Regions from separate parts of the Mus musculus genome. Here regions 1, 2, 3, 4, 5 and 6 are each linked to region 7. A link is a contact called in public HiChIP or PLAC-seq and promoter capture Hi-C data. All regions are on one chromosome and are shown on one strand. The core of a region is the stretch at or near the end of the contact, and the rest is flanking DNA. Distances in the headings are between cores, read along the strand shown. Region 1 overlaps Patj (PATJ, crumbs cell polarity complex component). Region 2 has its middle 120 kb from the start of Gm27521. Region 3 has its middle 10 kb from the start of Gm34053. Region 4 holds the start of L1td1 (LINE-1 type transposase domain containing 1). Region 5 overlaps Patj (PATJ, crumbs cell polarity complex component). Region 6 overlaps Patj (PATJ, crumbs cell polarity complex component). Region 7 holds the start of Nfia (nuclear factor I/A).

Region 1 (2,789 bases), core at 64-2,563, 920 kb after region 7:
CAAGGGGACCAAGAGGTTAAACCAAGAAATCTAATGTCTAAACAGTAGAAGTTGTAAACAGAAACACTTGAGAGAGGGGGAGAGTTGGGGAGGGGGATTAAAGAAATTTAAAAACCTATTCATCAGTGCACATATTAAATAATAAAAGAGTAGTGCCCACCTAGGCTTTACATTTTTAAGAGAAAAGCACTTGCTAAAAAGTGCTATAAAGAGCAAGGCATTTGAGTGCCACTGGCCTTTTTTTGAAATCAGTTTTCTGAGAGAATTACTTAAGATGCTGTCGCGCTGGACAATGTGAAAATCCTGGGCAGTGGGCACAAAGCCCATCAAGTGGAGCAGGGGGAAGGGCACATTGAGAAAACCGGCTCTGAACTAAGAAGGAGAAAACAGGGAGGGTTGCTCAGTGGATAGAGTACTTGCCATGCAAACCTGACAACACACGTTCCAGCCCAGATCCCTTAGTAGAAGGAGAGTACTGACACTTGAAAGTTGTCCCCTGACTTACACACGCTAATGTAAACAATAGTAATAAAATGAAACAGAGGAAATGAGGTGGTGAGTGAGTATCTAATATGCCTAACTGCCCTGGAAGTTTGCGGTGAACTAAAAATTGTAAAGCTGATCTAATAAAAACATTAAAAAAAAGCTGGGCGTGGTGGCACACACCTTTAATCCCAGCACTCGGGAGGCAGAGGCAGGCGGATTTCTGAGTTCGAGGCCGGCCTGGTCTACAAAGTGAGTTCCAGGACAGCCAGGGCTATACAGAGAAACCCTGTCTCGAAAAACAAAACAAACAAACAAAAAAAGTACTAGCTATATACTCTGGGAAATAAATTTACACCATAATCAAGGAAACATTAACATACAGGAAGTAGCAGGCTTAGTAAGAGTAGCATTTAGGCAAAAATTAAGTCATTGACCTTTAGGAGGTTTTTTTGTTTGTTTTGTTTTGTTTTTGTTTTGTTTTGTTTTTGTTTTCAGTTGTTGTTGTTGTTTGGGGACAAGTTCCTGCTGTGTAGCCCAGGCTACCCTCAACCTCTAACATAAGCTAAGGAAACCTAGTGCAGGGGATTCCTACAGAACCATGGGCGACCACTTGCCTCATGTGTAGAGAATGAGATAAGTGACCAATAGGGAAAAACTTGTTTTCAGTCTGGCTGCTCTGGAAAGACAGAAGGAAAGGATGTCCTCAGATCACCCCTACTCTCACCCTCCCCCACCCCACCCCCCATGGAGGGGACTATAGCTCACAGCCACAGTCAGGCCAGGTCCGTCTGGTTGATCATTGTCCGAGCACTGGTCATACAGAGTCTTATCAGGATGAGGCAATCGCCCCTGCCTGCCAGGGGCAGTTCTGATCTGCTGCACAGGATGCTTATCTCTATGGACTCCAAGGAGAGAATGACACAGAAAGAAATCAGGAGGGCAACGTGGCGTTTGTCAAGATGACATCAGGCTTAGAGCATTGACTGGAGACTTGGAGGTGCCGTTCTGGAGCAGGGGATTGTCAGGGGTGTGTTGATTATGTCTCCTGCAAATCTTGAAAAAAATACCTTTGCTATTCTTCTCTGGTGCCTTCAGCCTTGAAGGGGGAGGTTGCCAGAGGAACATCCTTAAATGATTAACATGTCTACTGTACAGAGTTAAACAGGAATCTGACCCAAAGTTGAAGGTAGCAGAGGAGACGCTGGAAAATGAAGACGTCATGACAAGCTTGCCACAGTTCCTCTGCACATCCACGGGCCCTTGTTAAGTCCCTGCTTTCAGCAGCAGCAGCTTGAGCCTTCCCTTCTCTCACAGATTAAACAGATACAGCCAAACACCACGTCCGAGACGTGGGTGGCCAGGATGCTTCCGTGGAAAGATCAGCTGAGTTACAGCTTTTGTTGGCCACCCACGGATAAGACTAGGTCATTTAAAAGTTTATCAGCGAGGAGTAGCAGCTTGCTTAGGAGACTGATCACAAACCAGCCTGGACTGTAGAGCTCCAGGCCAACCCAGGCTGCATAGTCTGTCCACCTGGTTTCAAAACCCAATTAATTAATTTAGCTAAACAACAAATAGAAGTAAAATTATGCTATTTAGGAATATGGAAACAAATACTGAGAGAAATTGCTAAAGAATTTGTCAGAGAGAAGGAAGGATGGAGGAGCAGACTTTAAAGTGCTGACTGGCGATTCTTACTTAGCCATCTATTTGGTCCGTCTATGCGTGCATGCGTGGTGGTCAGAGGACAGCTTAGAGCAGTCATTAATAGTCAGTCCCAGGGATTGAACTCAGGTGGTCAGAGTTGGTGGCAACCTTCATTCACTGAGCTGCCTAACCAGCCCCAATTTTTACTTTTTGTGGAGAGGAGTTGGGGAAACAGGTTCTCTCAATGAAGTCCTGGCTGTATTGTAACTCACTATATAGACCAGGCTGGCCTCTGACTCTGAGGTCCTCCTGCCTCTGCCTCCTAAATGCTGAGATTAAAGGCCTGTTCGGCCTGTGCCACCATGTGCAGCCCAGTATTGGCTTTCAAAACTAGGAAACATACATGGGAGGAAAAAAAGAGGGGTTTCTTGTTGTGGTGGTGTTTTTTTTTTCTTTTTGTTTTTTGTTGTTGTTGTTATTGTTGGTTGATTGGATTTTGGTGGGTCTTTTTTGTTTGTTTTGGGTTCATTTTGGTTTGGGGTTTTTGTTGTTGTTTTTGGAAGGAGCTAAGAAAACATTTTACTATGTAGTTCTGGCTATCCTAAAATTTATCAGATATTGCAGACTGGTCTTGAACCCACAGCAATTCTCCTGCC
Region 2 (2,996 bases), core at 271-2,770, 740 kb before region 7:
GATGTGCCATCTGTCTGAGCTACTTTTCTATGGAATGCACCTCCCCATACCTATGCACCCACTGCCTGTGGGAGCTGAGCCATTCATCATGACCATAAGCTTCTAGGACACCTTGGCCCGTCAGCTTCCTGGTCATGGCAATGTGTTTCACAATGTAGGTATTAAATAATTAATAACCAATAATCATATGGTAACATGTGCTGACAGGTATAGTAATAACCTAAGAAGAATTCACATATGAATGGTGGGTATTAGTTAAGAGAAAGCCACAATATTCTGCTGTCTGTATAATATGATCAGTGTGCACACAAATACTATAAAATGACCTGAAAAAGCCAAAGCCTTACTTTGAAAATAACAAGAGGCTGGGCATGGCTTTCTTCAGTACTGCTGTTTAGATAGAGCCATAGAAATCCATTCTAAAACAATACAATGTTAAACAATCTTGATTAAATAATGTGGCATAGTTACCCCCCTTATTATATATTCTTTATATTTGAAAACCAAGGAAAAATAAAGAAAGGAAGGAAGGAAGGAAGGAAGGAAGGAAGGAAGGAAGGAAGGAAAAGAAAGAAAGAAAGAAAGAAAGAAAGAAAGAAAGAAAGAAAGAAAGAAAATAAGGAAGGAAGGAAGGAAAAAGGAAGGAATGAAGGAAGAAAGGAAGAAAGAAAGAGAGAGAGAGAGAGAAAGAAAGAAAGAAAGAAAGAAAGAAAGAAAGAAAGAAAGAAAGAAAGAAAGAAAGAGAGAAAGAAAGAAAGAAAAATACATCTTCAGGTCCCCACTCTCACATTACTGTGAGCCCTAGCCACAGATAGCACACAAAGTAAAAATCCTCTGTTTTGGCTTCTTTTTTACTGCCTGAAGCTCTTGACACCTATCCATCACTGGCTCTGGCCACTCAGCTTTGATCCATGTGGTCATAAGCTTCTTGGATTCCTTGCTCCTTCAGTCTCATGGTCATACCATATTTTGCATAGGTGGGTATTCAATAATCATTTGGCTAACTGTATTGAAAGGAATGGAGTTTAATGAATAATATTTATATAATTTATATGGGAAAGGGATTTAAACAAAACAAAATAAGGGTATTACCCAGAATACCCAGTCACTTATGGTCTACAATGGTAGTAAGAAGGTAACATTGAAGTTCTTATCTGGGAAAAACTAATGGGCTAAGAAGAATAAAGACATATACATGATGTGCATGCATCATGTACACATAAATATATATGAATAAGATGGATTGCTTGATGAATACAGTTGCACTGAGTCAATTGTATAAGCGCTTTTGCATACGAAAAAAGTAAAATAGTAGGAACAGACTTTCAGTAAAACAAATATGTGTTAGTCCACAGCATATAATTGTTCCATCATGTAATCCAGGCATACTTAATCTGGTTCTTACAAAGTTCTCACATGCTCTCCAACAATAGGGTTTTTTTTTTTCTAGCACAATGAGAAACATGTGATGATCTCACTGTTTTCTGTCTATGATCTCCACATCTCCACCCTGAGCTCCATGCAGCCCAGGCTTTTTTCCTCAGCTGGCAGGCACAAACCCCAGATGCCAGGCTGTAGAGGATATGTATTTGCTGCATCTGGTTTCTTAGCAGATTCGACAAGCCTCTGTGCTGGCAGCTGAAGAAATGCCTTTGGGCTGATCACATGGTGAAAACTCCCAACTGGCTGGAACAATCAGCAACTGTGATTCAGCTGGACACTGGACGGTTGATTTTGCCCATCCTCTGATGTCTTGGATAAGTGATTAGTGGCTTTTGTCTTGAAAAGTATGCTCCCAAATGACAGTCCAGACCAAGAACTAGCCTGTACTCTCACCTCTTATAATCTTATAAGTTGTACACAACTGAATTTTGTTTCCTTCATCAATGAGAATTTTCCCAGAAACATGGACTACAGAATGTCTTTCACATAGGATGCCTGTCACAGCAGCACTTTACATTTGGAAGGAAAATTAAGTCAGTTAGTAAAGCTCCCTAAATTTTCTGATGAAAAAAAAAAAAAGCAGGCTTTGAAAAGGGAGAGGATTTTGATCAGATACATAGAAAGCAGAACAAAGCAAAGCCCACTGGCACGAATGCTGCAAATGAGCACATATAGAATGAAAGATGAAGAGCAGAAAAAAATTGCACCTGAGGATGAAAAACCACAGCCAAGTGGTTTTGTGTATTCTCTGTATCAGGAGAGGCACCCTGTGGACAAGAAGACAAGTAAAACAAATATCCTGTGCAAGTTACACTAATGGGGGCCACCTATTCTCAAGGCCTGAACTCTTACAATATAAAATTCTGTAATTCCACTCAGAATTTATTAATATGTGACAGTTTAAATAAGATAATCCATTCTGTATGCAACAAGATTATGGATTTTAGAAACAAATGTTGAGAGCTTGTCATATTAACACATACCGTGCTTTATAAGGAGTGGTTATCATAACTTAGAAGGTGAAATTGCCAATAAAGCAGGAGTGTAAGAGCAGGGTCACAGAGTGAGTTTTCTGACTGTGTTCCTGGTGGGAATCATGTAATCAGCCAGGGAGGATGTCCTGACACACATAAGTGCATCCACAGCTGCCACAATTGTACCAATTCCCTCAGCTGCAGTGAACAGCCATTTCCAGCAGGGGACATCCACAGCTCAGACAAGAGAATCTTGTCCAGCCCAGAAATGATGAATGGAGATGATCCAGCACTTAGATATGAGCCAAAAACCAGCCAGGACGACACTCATCCCATAGAAACCAAAGTTCTGGAAAGAAGACCTTCCAGAACTCTTGAACTGTGAGCAGCTACGAATGCCAGTAAATCTGAGTTTCTCTTACTTTATTTACAAGCTGAGGCTGGACAAAGACATTGAACCTTGCTAAAGGAGTGGGAATGGGGGTATGACACATTCTCTTGAGCCTGTGACAGATCAAGGTAACCAGGTGCCAGAGACTCACAGTTATGGCACAGCCATGCTGGCAAGACTGTGTGGCT
Region 3 (2,700 bases), core at 177-2,676, 980 kb before region 7:
TACAAAATTTAGCATTTATATACAAGCAGCATCAGAGCAAACTCCTGCAGGGGTCCCCTTAAAAGTTCACATGAAGACTCAGTTTTGTCTTACTATACATTTACCTAAAATCAGTTCAGGCTGGTTGGCTTTGGATGCATTGGGAATATATTGGAGAAGAAACTGTCTAAGTTTGAATTTTAGTAGGGGAGAAAAAGCCAAAAAGCCTATTATATTTTTCAGAGATGAGTGCACTTATAGCCTAGTGGAGGTAGGGCACAAGGTTATTAGGTGAATTGTTAGAAAAGGGGTATGTGTGTAGAATGCAGGCAGGTAAAGGAGTTTGGTTATTGAGTGCATGCTTAGAAGATGGGGTGTGCATAGCCCAGTTGAAACAGAGTTCCATGAACTATGCCCATGCTCTATGCCTACCTTCTTCATTCCCTTTTTTCACCTATTTAACACACACACACACACACACACATGTGTATGTATGTATGTATATGTGCATACATAACATACATATATACATGTATTCTGCCAGTTGCTAGTACATGCAAAGAAAATATACCTTGTCTAGTTCAGAAGAAGTGGAAGAGGCGATTAGAGTGTGATTATAACCTGAGATTTACATATACCTTCAGAACTAAACTGACATGTAACACTTAGGGTATTAATTCAGAAGAGGGTTTATTTTTTTTCCTCCGTGGGTGGAGAAAAGTTGCAGAAGGAAAAGAACAAAGTTGCTTTGTATGACTGGGACTAAAGCTAAAGTAAGAAAAAATTGTTTATTTAAAATCTCAGTCTCAGGCACCCTACTCTATATATTGCTGGGGAGTAATTATGGAAAATATGTCCGAGTCTGTGAAATACAGTAACACATGAAACACTTGCTTAGACAGCAGGTGATTGTCACTCAACAGAGAAGTGATGGGAGATCGTCTACATTGGCATGAACCCTAGTGTGGCTTCCATGCTCTGAAGGTCAAAAGAAAGGCAGCTCTATGGTCATCTCCCAAGAGAGATGTACTTTAAGCTCTTTGGACAACAGCATCCTTAAGAGGTAACTAATATTCTCCTTGATAGCCTGCTCATCTGAGACTGGCAAGACAGTACTATCCTCAAGATTTTTTTCTTGATATTCTCAAGAGAGAAAAATAAAATCTACAAAATTAGAGAAGTGATATCTTGGTGAGAATGAGCCAGATACACAGTGGGATATTTTGGGATATATAAGATGAAATGTCTTTACTATCAGATGCATCAATTCTCATTAAGGTTCTGCTAAGAAAGCCCTCAGAAACTGGGTAAAGAAGGAAATAAAGATGCATAGTTGTCTCTGTTGTCTGGGTGAGTCCTTTTTATTTCCGTTAAGACAGTACTGGCATTCTTCATTTTAATGGACTGTCCAGAGGACTGCAGGCCATTTAGAATTCCTAGCACCTAGGAACTAGCATGCAGAAGTGTGAAGCATTTGTTGTAGTATTTCAAATACTGATCAAAGGACTCTCACTGAGTATTGCTGTGTTGGCTGAGGGCCAATGTTTCTATGGGGACTCATGTAGCTTCTGCATAACAGACCTTTTCTATTTGTGTGCCCAGCACATGTGACTGAGTGTTTCTTTTTCTTTGGTGCTTAGTGCCCTTGGCATCTCCCAGGCAGGAGACCCACTTAACAACCCTATTATTCTTGCTAGGACAATCAGACTCCCTAAGATAATTTCTGTATTCACTTGAGTGATTGGACTTTGCTCTTTAATACCACCAATGTCTTGGTCCCTGCTCAATAAATAATAAAGATCACATTTCTGATCTTCCTAAAACTGAGTTCATGCCAGGGGTATGGTCAAGTCTAAAGAACAGACTTCTTTGAGATTTGGTTTTAGTGAACAGCTTCTTAGCTCAGAGAAGCAAGAATTTGCAGAATAAAATACCAAAGGTAGGTGTTTTCTTTAAGATTGTGCCATTGTCCCCTCGTCCAGACAAGGTCAGATATGTGTTCAATATGGATATTACTTTTCATGTTACTGTGAAAAAAAAAAAGCCAAACTGAAGCAACTTAAGGGAAGAAGAAAGGTTTTATTTTGGCTATCAGTTTGAGGATAGTATCTTCTATGATACACATAGTGTCATGGCCACAAGAGTTGAGGCAGATGGCCCCATTTCATCAGCAGCCTGGAAAGAGATGTGAATGCAGGTCATAGTGGTGTTTTGCCTTGTTATTCAGTGCAGATGTCTAGCCTCTCATCTCAAATAGCTGACACTAGAAACTCCCTCATAGAAATGTCCATCAGTTTATCTGTAATGTGATTGTAGATTCTCTTATATGGACAGTCAATGCCACATATCCTTATCATACCACATATCCTTATAAGCATTAAGTGCTCTCTCCCGCTGGGGGACTATGACTATGCCGTGGGTAGAAAAGGATATGAGAGTGGGACAGTTTTTCTCCACAATGTGACAAACAAGTATAGGCTAAAGACAAAAACTGTTGCCCCTTTAATGCATTGTATATGGCTTCATTGACTGTCATAATTGATTATTTTCTATTTTATCATAAACTTAAGTCAAGTGATCTTGGAAAAATGGGGATCTTACCTAGGCTATCCTGTTGGTACATTGCAGAGCCTAAATTTGAACTCGACTTGGCTTCAGTCTAAGTGCATTGTGTATATTACTGCATATAAGTATTCTTGTATATTTCCTTATGTATACATA
Region 4 (2,831 bases), core at 230-2,729, 950 kb after region 7:
TCTTCATTTGACAAGAGGCTGTAGCACATGCCAGTCATAATCCTGGGTACCCGTGAAGTGAAGGAAGCTGTGAGTGAGAAAGAAAGTCCTGCCCGTTTGGAATTACGTTCCAGGAGGAAGTGGGGAATGGGAAGACATGAAAAGGGAATGCAGCAATTGAACACATTTGGCTCCTGATCATTGGGAATTAGGAACCGGGTGAATGAAACAAAGCCTAGGGTGCAGCCTCAATCCCAGCTCGTGGTTGGCTAAAACGGCCTGGAGTCTGAGGTCAATCTCAGCTACACAGGAAGTGTAAGGAGAGCTTGGGCTGAGTAGCAAGGCATTATCTCCACTAGGTGGGGGTAAGGAGGACAGAGGACTATCAAAGAGCTTTGTGGTTGGAGACAGTGTGTCTTCTTTAGGACAGTTAAAAGTTCACTTATGGGCTGGAGAGATGACTCAGCGGTTAAGAGCACTGCCTGCTCTTCCAGAGTTTCTAAGTTCAAATCCCAGCAACCACATGGTGGCTCACAAAAATCTGTAATGAGATCAGATGCCCTCTTCTGGTGTGTGTCTGAACACAGCTATGGTGTACTTGAAAGAAAGAAAGAAAGAAAGAAAGAAAGAAAGAAAGAAAGAAAGAAAGAAAGAAAGAAAGAAAGAAAGAAAGAAAGAAAGATAGTTCACTTACACGAACTTTAAATGAGGCCACTTAAAGATCTTTGGTTTTGTTTTTAAAGAGAAGTCTCACTACAATGCCCAAAGGAACCCCAGTTGCTATGCACAAAGGGGTACTCCTGCCTTCAGGGTAGCTGGAGGTCTATAGGTGCTGCCACCATCCCCGGAGGAGTTAATCTTTGACCTGAGACCTAGGGATGGAACAAAGTCAGCTTTGAAAGAAGTGCGAAAGTACGGATTGGTGGTGCAATTCAGTTGGAAAACCTTGCAAACACAAGGTTTGTCCCTAGCACAATCCCCTCGCCCCTCCTCGAGCCCGCCCCCCCCCCCCAACTCGGCTCACTCCACTATCTAGGGAGGTGGAGGCCAAAAGATAAGGAGTTTGGAGTTAGCTACATGTAGAATTACAAGTTGAGAAGATTTTTCTCAAAACAAGACCTGGGAAAAGAAGTTACATAGAGAAAGCTAGTGCAAAGGCCCTGGAGAGTGAGAAAGGTTCTGAGAGGTGTCGGAAGGTCGGCTACATCATCAACTGGCTTCAAGAAAGGCGTGACACCGAGGTTCTGTCCCTGAAGTCAGGACAGGGGTGCTGGCTAGCGTGAGGCCAGAGAGCAGCGTTTGGGCGATTTTTATTTTATTTCATTTTTTGATTTGCGCCCTAACTGGCTCCTAGCGAGTATGGCTTCTGGGCGTGGGCCACCACGCCTTGCGGGCTCAGGCCCCCACTGAGTTTTGGGAGGGGGCTAAGGAAGCGGGTGGCGAGGGGGTTGGGCCTAGAAACCTGCAAACTTCGCCTAGGGAAGGGAGGAGTCTGCATGAGACCCAGCGAGTCTCTCCTGCGGTCAGACGCCCAGCCCTGCTTTTGTCAGCGTGTGTGACCTCAGGGCTGCACCTCGTGGCTCTCAGGTAAGGCTGCTCAGGGTTAAGCCCCAGATGTCCCCGTGTTTCTCACCCTGCTCTGCCTGGCCGGCCCTGGGGTGGGCAGTGAGAATTGCTCCTGCACCCGGAGAGTGCCGTGACAGTGGGGGACAATGAGACAGCGGGGCGGCAGCTGCGCGAAGGCGGAGGTGAGCTAGAGCGGCTGCTAAGAGCCTGGGGGACCCCGGCTTTCAGCCCCTTCCCAGCCTCCACCCTCAAACGCTTTCCTCTGTCTTTGACTGGGAAGGAGTTTCCATCAGTTTCTTAACAAAGTTTGCTAGAAAACCGGGCATTAAAGGTGTCTGTTGAATCCTGACACACAGGGCAGAAGCCACCGTCCTCGGGCCCTCTCTTTGCCACCTTGAATTTGGATCCGGGGTGTTCGATCCCTTTTTGCCGCCTTCTCCTTACGCCCACCCCAGTGTCCTTGTTGATAACTTGCAGATACTATTTAAGCACATTTGAGAACGTTTACTGGTCATAGGCGTGTGGGTTTCTACGTAAGTCATAACTTGACTTCTGGGCTACGCACTTAATTCCAGGCGCTGTGAAACGCGTGGACAGACCAATCCCGACCTGAGGAGAGCTGGTTCCTTCCTGGGGAAGGCGCAGATTTGGGTAAGCTGCAGAGTGTGCTCGCAGGGCACGGAGAAGGTCCCTCTGGAATGTGACAAGTGTCTTGGATTGAAGTGAGAGTGGGTGTTGCGTGTAATTTAGGGAGGGTTCTTAACCTAGTGTCGGGATGTTTGAGAGCGTTGACCCCCCCCCCCCTAGAATCGTTTAAATCCCCGAGTTTGAAGCATAAAATGAGTCGGGCCTTGAACCTAGTGCTAGGAGACCGAGGTAGGTGCATCACTTGAGTTCGATGCCAGCCTGTACTACATACTGAAGTCCAGGACAGCAAGGGCCATATAGAGACCCCGACTCAAGTAGACAGGTAAATAAAAAAATAAGCACAAACATAGGTCCTTTGAGGTCTGAGGCAAAAAGGCACCATTGAATGCTCTCTTGAACTGTTTTAGTGAAACCCTGTCTCAAAACGTTGAACAAGTATGTGAGCTTTTTTTTCTCTTCCCATCCAATATCCTATATAGTCTGATGCTTATCCCTAAGCTTTCTGGTAAGGTGCATAACTGAGCCAACTGCTGAGACCACATTCCACCGCAGCTTGATTTGCATTTTAAATAGTTTAGTGGCGGGGTGCTTCCTCGTCGTCTCTACCTTTGGAAACAGCGGATATTTTAGCAGTGCGC
Region 5 (3,016 bases), core at 96-2,595, 660 kb after region 7:
TAAACCAGCATTGCGAGATACGGAGGCAGGAACATTGCTGGGGTTTCTTGACTGCCAGCGTAGGTCCAGGTTTCTCAAGAAATCCTTCCCCAGCCTCCGTGTGCAGGCACACCAACACAGATCGTATGTGCATGGTCTCAGACAGACAGACACACCCACACACATCACACATAGGTTTCCCAGTTGCTCTAAAATGTCATTTGTATTTTCTTTTCCTATTCCTTTTGACTCCTCCCATAAAACCCTTCCTAAACCACGTATCCCATGTGTGGTGATTCTGGCTTCTGAACGTAGACGAGCCCCTGACCCCCGCCCGGTGCTTGCTTCTTCTTTTCCTAAGGGTTAATCTTTGACACTAAAATGCCACAACCTGAATTTGATGTTTCCTTGCAGCCTTGTACTTTTTGTTTTTAAAACTTTTTATTGGTTCTTTGTGAATTTCACATTCTGTACCCCAATCTCGCTCATTTCCTGGTCCTCTCGTTCCTGTCCTCCCCCCTTGCAGTCTCCCCGAAAAGGAAAAAAAAAAATCATACTGTGGAAGCTGTGGTGTGTCACAGCGTGTCCCACAGTCTACACTTTTGTCCATACTTCTTTGCTTGTAAATGTTCATTGCAGTGAGTCACTGGCCCAACGTCAGTGTCAGCTCTCCTGTGTTGCCCTGGCAAGGGGCAGGGTCTGCTCTCCTGAATGCTGTAGCTGATAAGGGCAGAGCCAGCTCTCCTGCCTGTTGCAGGTGGTAAGAGCAAGGGGCAAGGGGGGTAGGGGAAGGAGGGCATCTTTTCCTCATCAGTGTCACCGCACAAGAGATGAGTGCCAGGGCCCTCTCTCCCGCTCTCATGCTCTGCTAACGCACAACTCTTCCTCCCAGCTCTACCGTGCTTTCTGGGTGGTGGGAGGGATCAGTTCACCTGCCCTCACATCCCTTAAGGCCAGCTATCCCATGATACCCAGGTGAGGGATCAGCCAGTCCTGCACAGCCTCAGTCATCAACAGGGCACTGAGTGGCAGCCCAGACCAGGGGTATTTACCTGGAAACAGAGCCCTGCTGCTGCAGGGCCATGGACCCAGACATGGCCCTCAGTGGTAGCACAGGCAAGGATGTCATCATGATCTTCGGTGGCATCACTGGCTACTCTTATCAGGCTTTTCCTCACTACCCTTGATTTCCTGGTTCTGTCTCCTCGCGCTCACCTCCTTCTGCTTCTCTTTCTCTTCCATTTCTCTACCATTTACATGCTCCTCTTAGTGGCACCCAGGGTGTCTCGGGGTCTGGGCTTGTCTCAGCAATGCTGTTCCCTGCCCATGCAGTGTGGCCCTGGGCTGAGGTCATCTTGGGTGTGGTCTGCCTGCCTGAGCCTTTCTGGCACAGGACTGGTGGTTGTCTCAGGCTAGCTTCCAGTCTGCCCTAGTAGTGCCAGGCTGGTGATTATCTTGGGTTCGTCCCTACCTGGACCTTGTGGCCCCAGGTGGGGGCTGTCTTCTCTCAGGTTACACCTTTTACAAAAAGCTGGAGAGATGGCTCAGTGATTAAAACTCTTGCAGCTTTTACAGAGGACCCAGCTTCGGTTTGAAGCACCCATGAAACTCGGTCGTTGAGACCACTCATAACTCTAGTTTTAAGGGATTTGATACACTCTTCTGTCCTCTGAAGTCAAAAGTCCCAAACTTGATGTATATACATGCATGAAAGCAAAAACACCTGTACACATTAAAAATGATATATTAAAATCTTAAAAATTCTTTTCAAATGATGGGATTAAAAAACAACTCTGTAAAGTGTCACGTGTGCAGCCTTTCTTCTGTTGAATTAAAAAAACAACTGTGTAAAGTGTCACGTGTGCAGCCTTTCTTCTGTTGAATTAAAAAACAACTCTGTAAAGTGTCACGTGTGCAGCCTTTCTTCTGTTGAATTAAAAAACAACTGTGTAAAGTGTGACGTGTGCAGCCTTTCTTCTGTTGAAGACACACTTAGTGGTTTGCTGGCAACTTTGCGGAATTTCACTTGCTTCAGCTAAGGAAAGGGGGCGGGGGAAGGCTCTCTCTGCACCTAGAGGAGTTCTCCCACCCCCAGTCTCTGAGCTAGCTAGGCTGTTCACACGGGCTTGATGGTCCAGCCTATTTGCATATGTGGCTTAATACCTGTCCACATCAGCAAGAACATACAGCCTTCCAGTTGTTGCTTTCTTATTTCTTTTCCTTTCTAAAGCTATAGTAAATCATCTCTCTCTGTTTTGTCGTGGTTCAACCCTTTTCACTTTCATTTTCTCTACTTCCTCTTTCTTTGACTACTGTCAAGCTATCTTTGTGATTAACTACCTCACAGAACACTTTAGTGTATTGGCATCTCATGCAGCGCAGCAGGTCCTGGGAAGGACGAATGAGAGTGAAGTCAGCCCATTTGCATGCGGCCCCACCCCCAACAGGACTAGCGATTTAAGTCACAATTTTTATTTCAGAAACTGTTGCAGAACCACCTAAAGTACCAGAACGAGCAGGATCCCCGAAACCAGAAGCTAATTTGAGTGTGGAAGCAGAGGAAATTGGAGAAAGACTGGATAATCTAAAAAACAACACTGTACAAGCCTTAGAAAAACCAGGTAGGCTCAAAGCCTTTACTTTGGAGTACTTCAACCTTATTAACAATTTCTTCTCTGTAGTTAATATGGTGTGGCATACACAGTCAGACTCAGACCTATGCAATAAAGGCAATATTATATCAAGAACTTTGTAAAGTTACAAATATTCTAACAATCAGGTAGCAGCCAACGACCCATATAAAAGCAGTTTAGATCTGATGGGTGCTCATCCTGTAGAGACACATTAGCAATTTCAGATGGGCTATTTTTCTAGGGATGTACTATCATTGTAGAGTATGAATGAGGCTCTAGGTTCAATCCTTAGTACTACCACCAATCTTAGGTTCAGTTCCTAGTATTAACACCAACCTCATACTATACCCCCCAAATTTAAATTAATTGGGGAATTTTGAATGTAATCTTAACATAAGGTTAAG
Region 6 (2,714 bases), core at 50-2,549, 730 kb after region 7:
TTGTTCCTTCTCACTCCGTTGACCCTCTTCCTCTTTCTACTTTCATGTCATCTTTTCACCAGTGACTGAGTGACATTCATTGGGATTTCTTATAGAAGCACGGGTGGGGCATTCTTTATGGGTGCATAAACAACTTGTTTGTGACTACATTACTGAAGAAAATAGCATTCCCTCTCCCAGAAACCATGTATAGATTCTCAGAGAAGAGTTGGGGGACACCATTCAACTTTACAAGGCAGGAGGTAGTTTTTATTAAACATATCATTTGGGGACTGCTGTTAAAGTCATGTGTTGTGAACTTGTCTTCAGTCAGAAACCATTTATAAGCACACATCAGGAAATGCTGTGACAGACATGCCTAGATTTGTTGGTTGCTCATCGTGCCAAGCTAAGAAGATACTGATGTGGGCTGGTAGATATCTCAGCAGCATGTGTGCTGAGTTGATAAAATTCTGATTTTCATTTTCCTCTTGAGAGCTTTGCTTAGCAAACAAGAGACCCTATGTGAACACTGACTGGGCTCCTTTCTACTAAGCTTCTCCAAGCCTCTCTTTCCTCAGTTGGAAAGTCAAAGACTAGATCTGAGAGTTTGGGAATCCCTTTCAAATCTGCAGCTCACAAGAACACCCCATGAGCAACAACCCATCTTATGTTTATAGAACAATTAATTTTAAAATCATTTATTGGTAGCCTGCGTGTAACAGGCGGTTAATCTAAAATAATGATGTCGGAAGTGACAAAGTAGCAGGAAAGCACACAGTGGTTTCATCACCAACAGAAACAACAGCAAAAAAAAAAAAAAAAAAAAAAACCCACACGAGCAAAATGTTGTTTCTTTAAATACTCAATTTCACAGAGTGTGAGAACAAACTTGTAAATGAACATCCCAAGATTCCAGGAAGAGGGCTGGAGAGATGGCTCAGTGGTTAAGAGCACTGACTGCTCTTCCAGAGGTCCCGAGTTCAATTCCCAGCAACCACATGGTGGCTCACAACCATCTGTAATGGGATCTAACACCCTCTTCTGAAGCTACAGTGTAATCATACACATAAAATAAGAATAAATAGATAAAGATTCCAGGAAGAAACAACCCCGTTTCTATCTTACTGCTCACTCTGGATGGGTTTCTGTTGGTGTACCCATTTTCAGTCCAGCCCTCACTGTACACTAAGGCTACGTTAGCCTTGTCACTAATGGGCTCAGTAGTATGTGTCAGGTGGGAAGGCCACAGCCTGCTTGGGTGTGCCTGCTCAGCACAGCAGCAAACTTGGTTTTGTTTTGTTTCTGTTTGCTGTGTTATGCAACCACCGTCCTCTCTGACCGAGTTCTTGCTTTTTCTCCAGGCTGTTCCCTTACACCTCACTATGTATAAAGGTTTGAAAAATTTCCCCATTCCTCTTCTGTAAGCATTAACTTCCATTTATCCAGGGGCCTTTTTATTATTATTTTTTTAAACCTCCCTGTTTTCGTAACCCCTGTGCCCATTACAGCCATTGCTTAACGACTTCGTGGGCCTCCAGGACATGATTTGTTTTATGGGCTGTTGGGTGCTGTGAGCCCAGGGTGAACAGCTCTATAAAGTATGTGCCAAACACTGTGAGGGGAAAGAAATGGGTATTTGTGTGCTGGCAACAGGCCCGAGAGGAGGCAGTGGGCAGCAGGCCTGGGCAACAGGCAGGAGAAGGTGTAATGACCTTCGTGAACTTGCACGGCACAGCACAGCAGTGGACTGTGGGAAGTTGCTTGGCAAGTGGATCCTTTGTTGTGCTTACAGCCGCTGCTTGGGTCCTGCTCCCCTCTGCCTTCCCATGCATTTAGTGGAGGTGCACAGGCAACCCCTGGAGCTGTCTGGCCTGCTTTGACTAGCACCTAGGGATGGGGGCCCAGCAGTTGGCAGTGAAAGTGACTGGAGATGGGAAAGGCAGCTGAGCATGATAATTCTATTCACCGTGTCTCTGCCACATTGCCACTTGATTGGACCTGTTTCTGTGGTTTCTGGTCAAGACCAGAAGCAAAAGGAGTGGTCATTTAGTAGGCATTTAGTTGATCACAGTGAAGCATGGGTGGCAGTCACAGGAAAAGATGGAGCAGATTGCTTGTGGCTGACTGGTCAGTTCCAATTTTCTGGAGAGTCAAGTCTCTAAAACAAGATAAAGACACAGACTTGAGGAAGGCCTTTGGTGTAAAATCCCTCATGTTCTTAAAAACACGAGGGCAGACTAGCTGAGTGTTTATATCGAGTCTCTGAATATAATACACTGTAGTGATGAATCAGATGGTGTTACTGTAGGTACAGGCCTCTAGAAAGGGTCACAGCCTCCTCGGTGTGCCTTACTTATTCTTTTATCAAGCAGACAGAAAGAGGACACGGGCAGCATGTTTTATACATGTCTTTTGGACCATCTTACGCATTCTAGGAAACTGGAGGAGGGGAAGGAGGGGGCCAGAGTTCCCTGTGTTGGGTTAGAGAGCAGGTATCCAAAGCAGTCCTGAGAGTCTGGAATCGAGAGGTCTTCATTAGATAAAAGCATCAGGAGGCTGAGGCACAGGTGAAGCGAGAGAGAACTTAGACCGCATGCCTGAGGTGGGCCCAAGCATGGAGAAGAGTGGGAAACTGTTTGGACCCTAGTCCTGTTGGCTGAGGTCAGGATGGGAGAGGGAGGGTACTGATGTTTCTTTGAAGAGCTCTGCAGCACAGTAAGGGTACTGGGGCA
Region 7 (3,143 bases), core at 168-2,667:
TGCCAGCGTCGGAATCTGGGGAGTTTTAAAGAAGGGTAGGTAAATACAGAAGGCTGCAAAACTTCAGGAGGGAGAGGAGGAGGAGAAAATGAGAGTTTGGAGGAGACAGGTATACTTTTTCCCCCTCTAGAAGAAAAGAGAGTCTAGAGAGAAAGTGTTGAGTTTTTTTTTTTTTAAGGAAGAAAGAAAGAAAGAAAGAAAGAAAGAGAGAAAGAAAGAGAGAAAGAAAGAAAGAAAAGAAAGAGGGAAGGAAGGAGGGAAGGACAGAAGAAAAAGAAAGCTGGAAGAGCAGGCTTGTTGGCAATGTGCCAAACCCTAAAACCACCCCCCCCCCTTCTGCCAAAACAATACTTTAGCAAACCTAAAATAATTGCAGGAAGCTCTTTTCCATCTTGAGAACTATTACCTGGGGAAGGGAAAAGTTGGGATCCACAAAGACGCACCCTTGAAGAGTGTGTCTGGGGAACAGGGACTCAGATGTTAGTCCTGGGCTCCCATTTGGGGATACAAACATATCTCTTTCCTAAGGGGGCAACCCTTTCACAGTTTTCCTTCTCAGTATACAGAAAAATGTCCCAGCTAAACCACTGTTGTTTCTGACGTGACAGAACTTTTTTGGGCGTTTGTGTTTAAACCCACCAGCTCCTGGGTTCTGGGAGAGAAGAGCGTTCGCTCATGACTCTCCTCCTTGCTTTCTCCAGACACCTCCTCCCCCGCAATCTGGGGAATCTTTGGGGTGATCTTCCTATCCCCCCCACCCCCAGATTCTGACTGCTATAGAGTCGTAGCTGAAAAGTTAGCAGGCTTTTGTGCATATTACCTCTCCCGACGATACTATTCCCATAGAAAGCTTCGCAGGAGAGATTACAATGCTTTTGAGCTTTACCGCATTTCAGAGGAAGGGAGGAAAAGTTACCTAGAAGGTCTGATTTTTTACAAGAAATTTGCATACATGCAAATGTAACGCGCGCCCTTCTCTGGGGTTCCTAGGGAGCCCAACCCGCGGCCCACGGGGGTGCGGGGCGCCCCGACAAAGTTGCCCCAATCCTCTCCCGACGTCCGCGGAGGGCTGCGGCGCGGGTGGGGGGATGGGGAGGAGGAAAAGTAGTTTTGTTTGCTTAAGCACATCCTGTGGCAGCCTATAGCCGCCCGGAGGACACGCTGAAAAAACCGCTCCGCGCCGCGTTCCCGGGGACCGCGCCGAGCGGGGCGGGGGGCGGGGGGCCGCGGGAGGCAGCGAGCGCGGAGCGAGCGGCGGGCGGGCGGGCGGCCCTGCAGGCTGGGGACCGGTGTCAGCGCCGCAGCCGCCCCTCCCCCACCCGGCTCCCCCCCACCCCGCCCCCCCACCCCCACCCCACCCCACCCCCACACCCCCGCGGCGGCGGCGCGAGCGGGCGGCGGCCGTGCGGTGCGGTGCAGAACGCGGCGCAGGCGGGCGCGCGGGCAGCTCGCGGGCACCCGGCCGGCCGGCGCGGGAGCGGGAAAGGGTGCGCTATGCCTTTAACGCCCGCGTACAGTAGACAGTATAGTGGAGTGTAGGGAAACTCTAGGCGGGGTTAAAGTTCAGCGCGTGGAGCGGCAAGAGCGCTGGCTGCTGCAGTTGAGCCGAGTTGGAAATGTGAACGCAAGAAGCAGGCTTGATTTTTTATTCCTCCCCCCCTCCTAGCTCTCTCCTCCTCTCTCTCCCTCTCGCACCCACACTCACGCACACCTCCAGCCCGCACACAGACGTGCACGCACCCCCCGCCGCCCGGCAGTTATGTATTCTCCGCTCTGTCTCACCCAGGTAAGCAGCTGCGGGGGCGCGGGGCGGCCGTGTGCCTCGGCGGGAGCCGTGTCTGCGCGTGTTTCTGTGTGTGCGCGCGCGTGTGCGGGGGGGGGGGCTGCAGCTTTAAGAAAGTAACTTTGTTTCCATGCGGGTGCATTCCTCCTGCTCGGCCATTTGTGTGGGCACATGGCTAATGGCGCCCTCTTATTAATGCGTTAATTAATATCGGGGCGCCGGACTGCGGAGCTCCGCCGGGGCTTGCGGGCGCCCCGCACGTGTGTCCGCGGCTGCAGCCCCTGACACGCTGCAATCTGGACTCTGGCGGCTGCGGCGCGGAGCGCGGTGCCCGCGATTCCTCCGCTCCAGGGAGGGGCGGCTGAGCCCCGCAAGCCCCGCACGCCGGCTGCACCCGGGGCGCCCTGGCTGCCGGGGTCCTCCCGCGCCGCCGCGCCCCCCGCCGACGCCCCGAACTCTTACTTTTGTTTTGTGCCAGCTTTGCGGGCCGGCCCGGGCAGCGCCCCTCGGACGCGGCGGGCGGGCAGTGCTAGCCTTAGTCCGTGGGCTGCGGAGACGCACTCCCCGCGCCGGCCCGGGACCTTGCTGTCCTTGCCTCCTGCCCGCGACCCCCAGGCGAAAGTTTCGGGGTCTGGCGAGCCCACGCCGCGGAGGCCACAGAGCCGCCAAGGCCGCGGGTCGGGCCGGGCTGGGCCGCTGCGGGCGGAGTGGGACTCCGGCTCGAGGGCGAGCGGCGGCCAGGGCCCGAGTCGGCTGCCCCGCCGCCGCCGCCGCCTAGGCAAGCCCCGGGCGGCTCAGCCAGCAGGACCCGGCAACTTTCCCTGCAGCCCCACTCGCGGCGTGGGGCCTGGTGCCCCTCCGCCTGCCCCTCCTGCCCGAGCCTCCCAGCCCATCCCTCCCGGTCGAGTCTGCACCAGCAGCAAGGAAACACTGCTATTTTGCGGCTCCGGATCTGGTCCCGTTTGAATATATTATTTATTTTCTCTGACTAAAAGGCATAAAGTCAGAGTGATTTGCGCTAATTTTTCTCTTTAAGTACGAGTCTTTATATGGCTTTAAAACATTGCACCCTGGCCAGTAATCACCTACATGAAGTTATATGCTTCCAGCACAAGGTTTCTTCACGACTCCCTCAAAACCCTGCTACCACTGTGCCTTCAATGAGTTGGAGCTAACGGTTTACCGGGAATACTTTGGAAGGCTGGACGTATCAGTAGCTTTTCCTCTCCGCTGTAGAGTCTGGATTTATTTCCCATATGACTTCCTTTCTTACTGCAGTATCTAACAGTAATAACACTGGCTATTTGATCTCAGAAGACTCTTAAATGCATCTTTTATGTGGAGATGGTCTGTTTGGGAT

The links. Promoter capture Hi-C pulls out the DNA fragments that hold promoters and counts their contacts. HiChIP or PLAC-seq counts read pairs in DNA pulled down with a chosen protein or histone mark.
Region 1: a contact with region 7 is called in an H3K27ac HiChIP or PLAC-seq map of extraembryonic endoderm stem cells, with 6 times the contacts expected there. The contact joins the enhancer-like site here to the promoter of Nfia in region 7. A contact is called at or near these places in 8 of 39 promoter capture datasets (the 3T3-L1 cell line, 3T3-L1-derived adipocytes, cranial neural crest and 5 more), 10 of 115 datasets of contacts at active chromatin or transcription factors (astrocytes, craniofacial prominence, embryonic forebrain and 7 more) and 1 of 9 other capture datasets (embryonic stem cells).
Region 2: an H3K4me3 HiChIP or PLAC-seq map of neural progenitor cells shows a contact between it and region 7, with 25 read pairs. The contact joins the enhancer-like site here to the promoter of Nfia in region 7. A contact is called at or near these places in 5 of 39 promoter capture datasets (frontonasal cranial neural crest, hippocampal neurons, liver and 2 more), 2 of 484 Hi-C or Micro-C datasets (cerebellar granule neurons and stem cell-derived neural stem cells), 8 of 115 datasets of contacts at active chromatin or transcription factors (embryonic forebrain, embryonic hindbrain, embryonic limb bud and 5 more) and 1 of 9 other capture datasets (embryonic stem cells).
Region 3: an H3K27ac HiChIP or PLAC-seq map of stem cell-derived neural progenitor cells shows a contact between it and region 7, with 6 times the contacts expected there. The contact joins the enhancer-like site here to the promoter of Nfia in region 7. A contact is called at or near these places in 1 of 39 promoter capture datasets (cranial neural crest) and 6 of 115 datasets of contacts at active chromatin or transcription factors (embryonic forebrain, embryonic hindbrain, embryonic limb bud and 3 more).
Region 4: a promoter capture Hi-C map of embryonic stem cells shows a contact between it and region 7, with 3 times the contacts expected there. The contact joins the promoter of L1td1 here to the promoter of Nfia in region 7. A contact is called at or near these places in 5 of 39 promoter capture datasets (the HPC-7 cell line, cranial neural crest, embryonic stem cells and 2 more), 2 of 484 Hi-C or Micro-C datasets (both in embryonic stem cells) and 9 of 115 datasets of contacts at active chromatin or transcription factors (embryonic forebrain, embryonic midbrain, embryonic stem cells and 2 more).
Region 5: a contact with region 7 is called in an H3K27ac HiChIP or PLAC-seq map of double positive thymocytes, with 8 times the contacts expected there. The contact joins the enhancer-like site here to the promoter of Nfia in region 7. A contact is called at or near these places in 15 of 39 promoter capture datasets (the 3T3-L1 cell line, 3T3-L1-derived adipocytes, the C10 cell line and 9 more), 1 of 15 datasets of contacts at CTCF or cohesin (the NIH/3T3 cell line), 17 of 484 Hi-C or Micro-C datasets (the 3T3-L1 cell line, the C2C12 cell line, CD4 T cells and 10 more), 21 of 115 datasets of contacts at active chromatin or transcription factors (the 230-238 cell line, CD4 single positive thymocytes, the NIH/3T3 cell line and 17 more) and 3 of 9 other capture datasets (embryonic stem cells, liver and macrophages).
Region 6: an H3K4me3 HiChIP or PLAC-seq map of embryonic limb bud shows a contact between it and region 7, with 5 times the contacts expected there. The contact joins the enhancer-like site here to the promoter of Nfia in region 7. A contact is called at or near these places in 2 of 39 promoter capture datasets (3T3-L1-derived adipocytes and liver) and 5 of 115 datasets of contacts at active chromatin or transcription factors (embryonic limb bud, embryonic stem cells, forebrain and 2 more).

What each region holds. Positions count from the first base shown.
Region 1 is chr4:98,692,363-98,695,151 of GRCm38.p6, forward strand. All of the region lies in intron 42 of Patj (PATJ, crumbs cell polarity complex component), which reads left to right. Among named protein-coding and RNA genes, the nearest start is that of Gm35137, 5.4 kb to the right of the region's middle. Within about 2 kb of position 1,314, at least 21 of the 459 cell types and tissues checked have an H3K27ac peak or open chromatin away from gene starts, as enhancers often do. A contact at or near this core is called in extraembryonic endoderm stem cells and trophoblast stem cells, where this site is marked.
Region 2 is chr4:97,035,206-97,038,201 of GRCm38.p6, forward strand. No RefSeq gene overlaps it. Among named protein-coding and RNA genes, the nearest start is that of Gm27521, 120 kb to the left of the region's middle. Within about 2 kb of position 1,521, at least 11 of the 459 cell types and tissues checked have an H3K27ac peak or open chromatin away from gene starts, as enhancers often do. A contact at or near this core is called in neural progenitor cells and stem cell-derived neural progenitor cells, where this site is marked.
Region 3 is chr4:96,796,270-96,798,969 of GRCm38.p6, forward strand. No RefSeq gene overlaps it. Among named protein-coding and RNA genes, the nearest start is that of Gm34053, 10 kb to the left of the region's middle. Within about 2 kb of position 1,427, at least 16 of the 459 cell types and tissues checked have an H3K27ac peak or open chromatin away from gene starts, as enhancers often do. A contact at or near this core is called in neural progenitor cells and stem cell-derived neural progenitor cells, where this site is marked.
Region 4 is chr4:98,725,275-98,728,105 of GRCm38.p6, forward strand. It overlaps L1td1 (LINE-1 type transposase domain containing 1), which reads left to right and starts at 1,480. Exons shown (of 5, transcript NM_001081202.1): 1 at 1,480-1,566; 2 at 2,121-2,196.
Region 5 is chr4:98,434,871-98,437,886 of GRCm38.p6, forward strand. It overlaps Patj (PATJ, crumbs cell polarity complex component), which reads left to right. Exons shown (of 44, transcript NM_172696.2): 12 at 2,460-2,600. Among named protein-coding and RNA genes, the nearest start is that of Patj, 41 kb to the left of the region's middle. Within about 2 kb of position 1,346, at least 153 of the 459 cell types and tissues checked have an H3K27ac peak or open chromatin away from gene starts, as enhancers often do. A contact at or near this core is called in the 230-238 cell line, the C2C12 cell line, CD4 single positive thymocytes and 16 more, where this site is marked.
Region 6 is chr4:98,507,407-98,510,120 of GRCm38.p6, forward strand. The region is part of intron 21 of Patj (PATJ, crumbs cell polarity complex component); the gene reads left to right. Among named protein-coding and RNA genes, the nearest start is that of Gm40210, 71 kb to the right of the region's middle. Within about 2 kb of position 1,300, at least 38 of the 459 cell types and tissues checked have an H3K27ac peak or open chromatin away from gene starts, as enhancers often do. A contact at or near this core is called in 3T3-L1-derived adipocytes, embryonic limb bud and liver, where this site is marked.
Region 7 is chr4:97,776,209-97,779,351 of GRCm38.p6, forward strand. Nfia (nuclear factor I/A) reads left to right here and starts at 1,418. Exons shown (of 11, transcript NM_010905.3): 1 at 1,418-1,786. The coding sequence starts at 1,760. It overlaps Gm38709 (a long non-coding RNA gene), which reads right to left and starts at 1,215. Exons shown (of 5, transcript XR_003955232.1): 1 at 821-1,215; 2 at 1-15.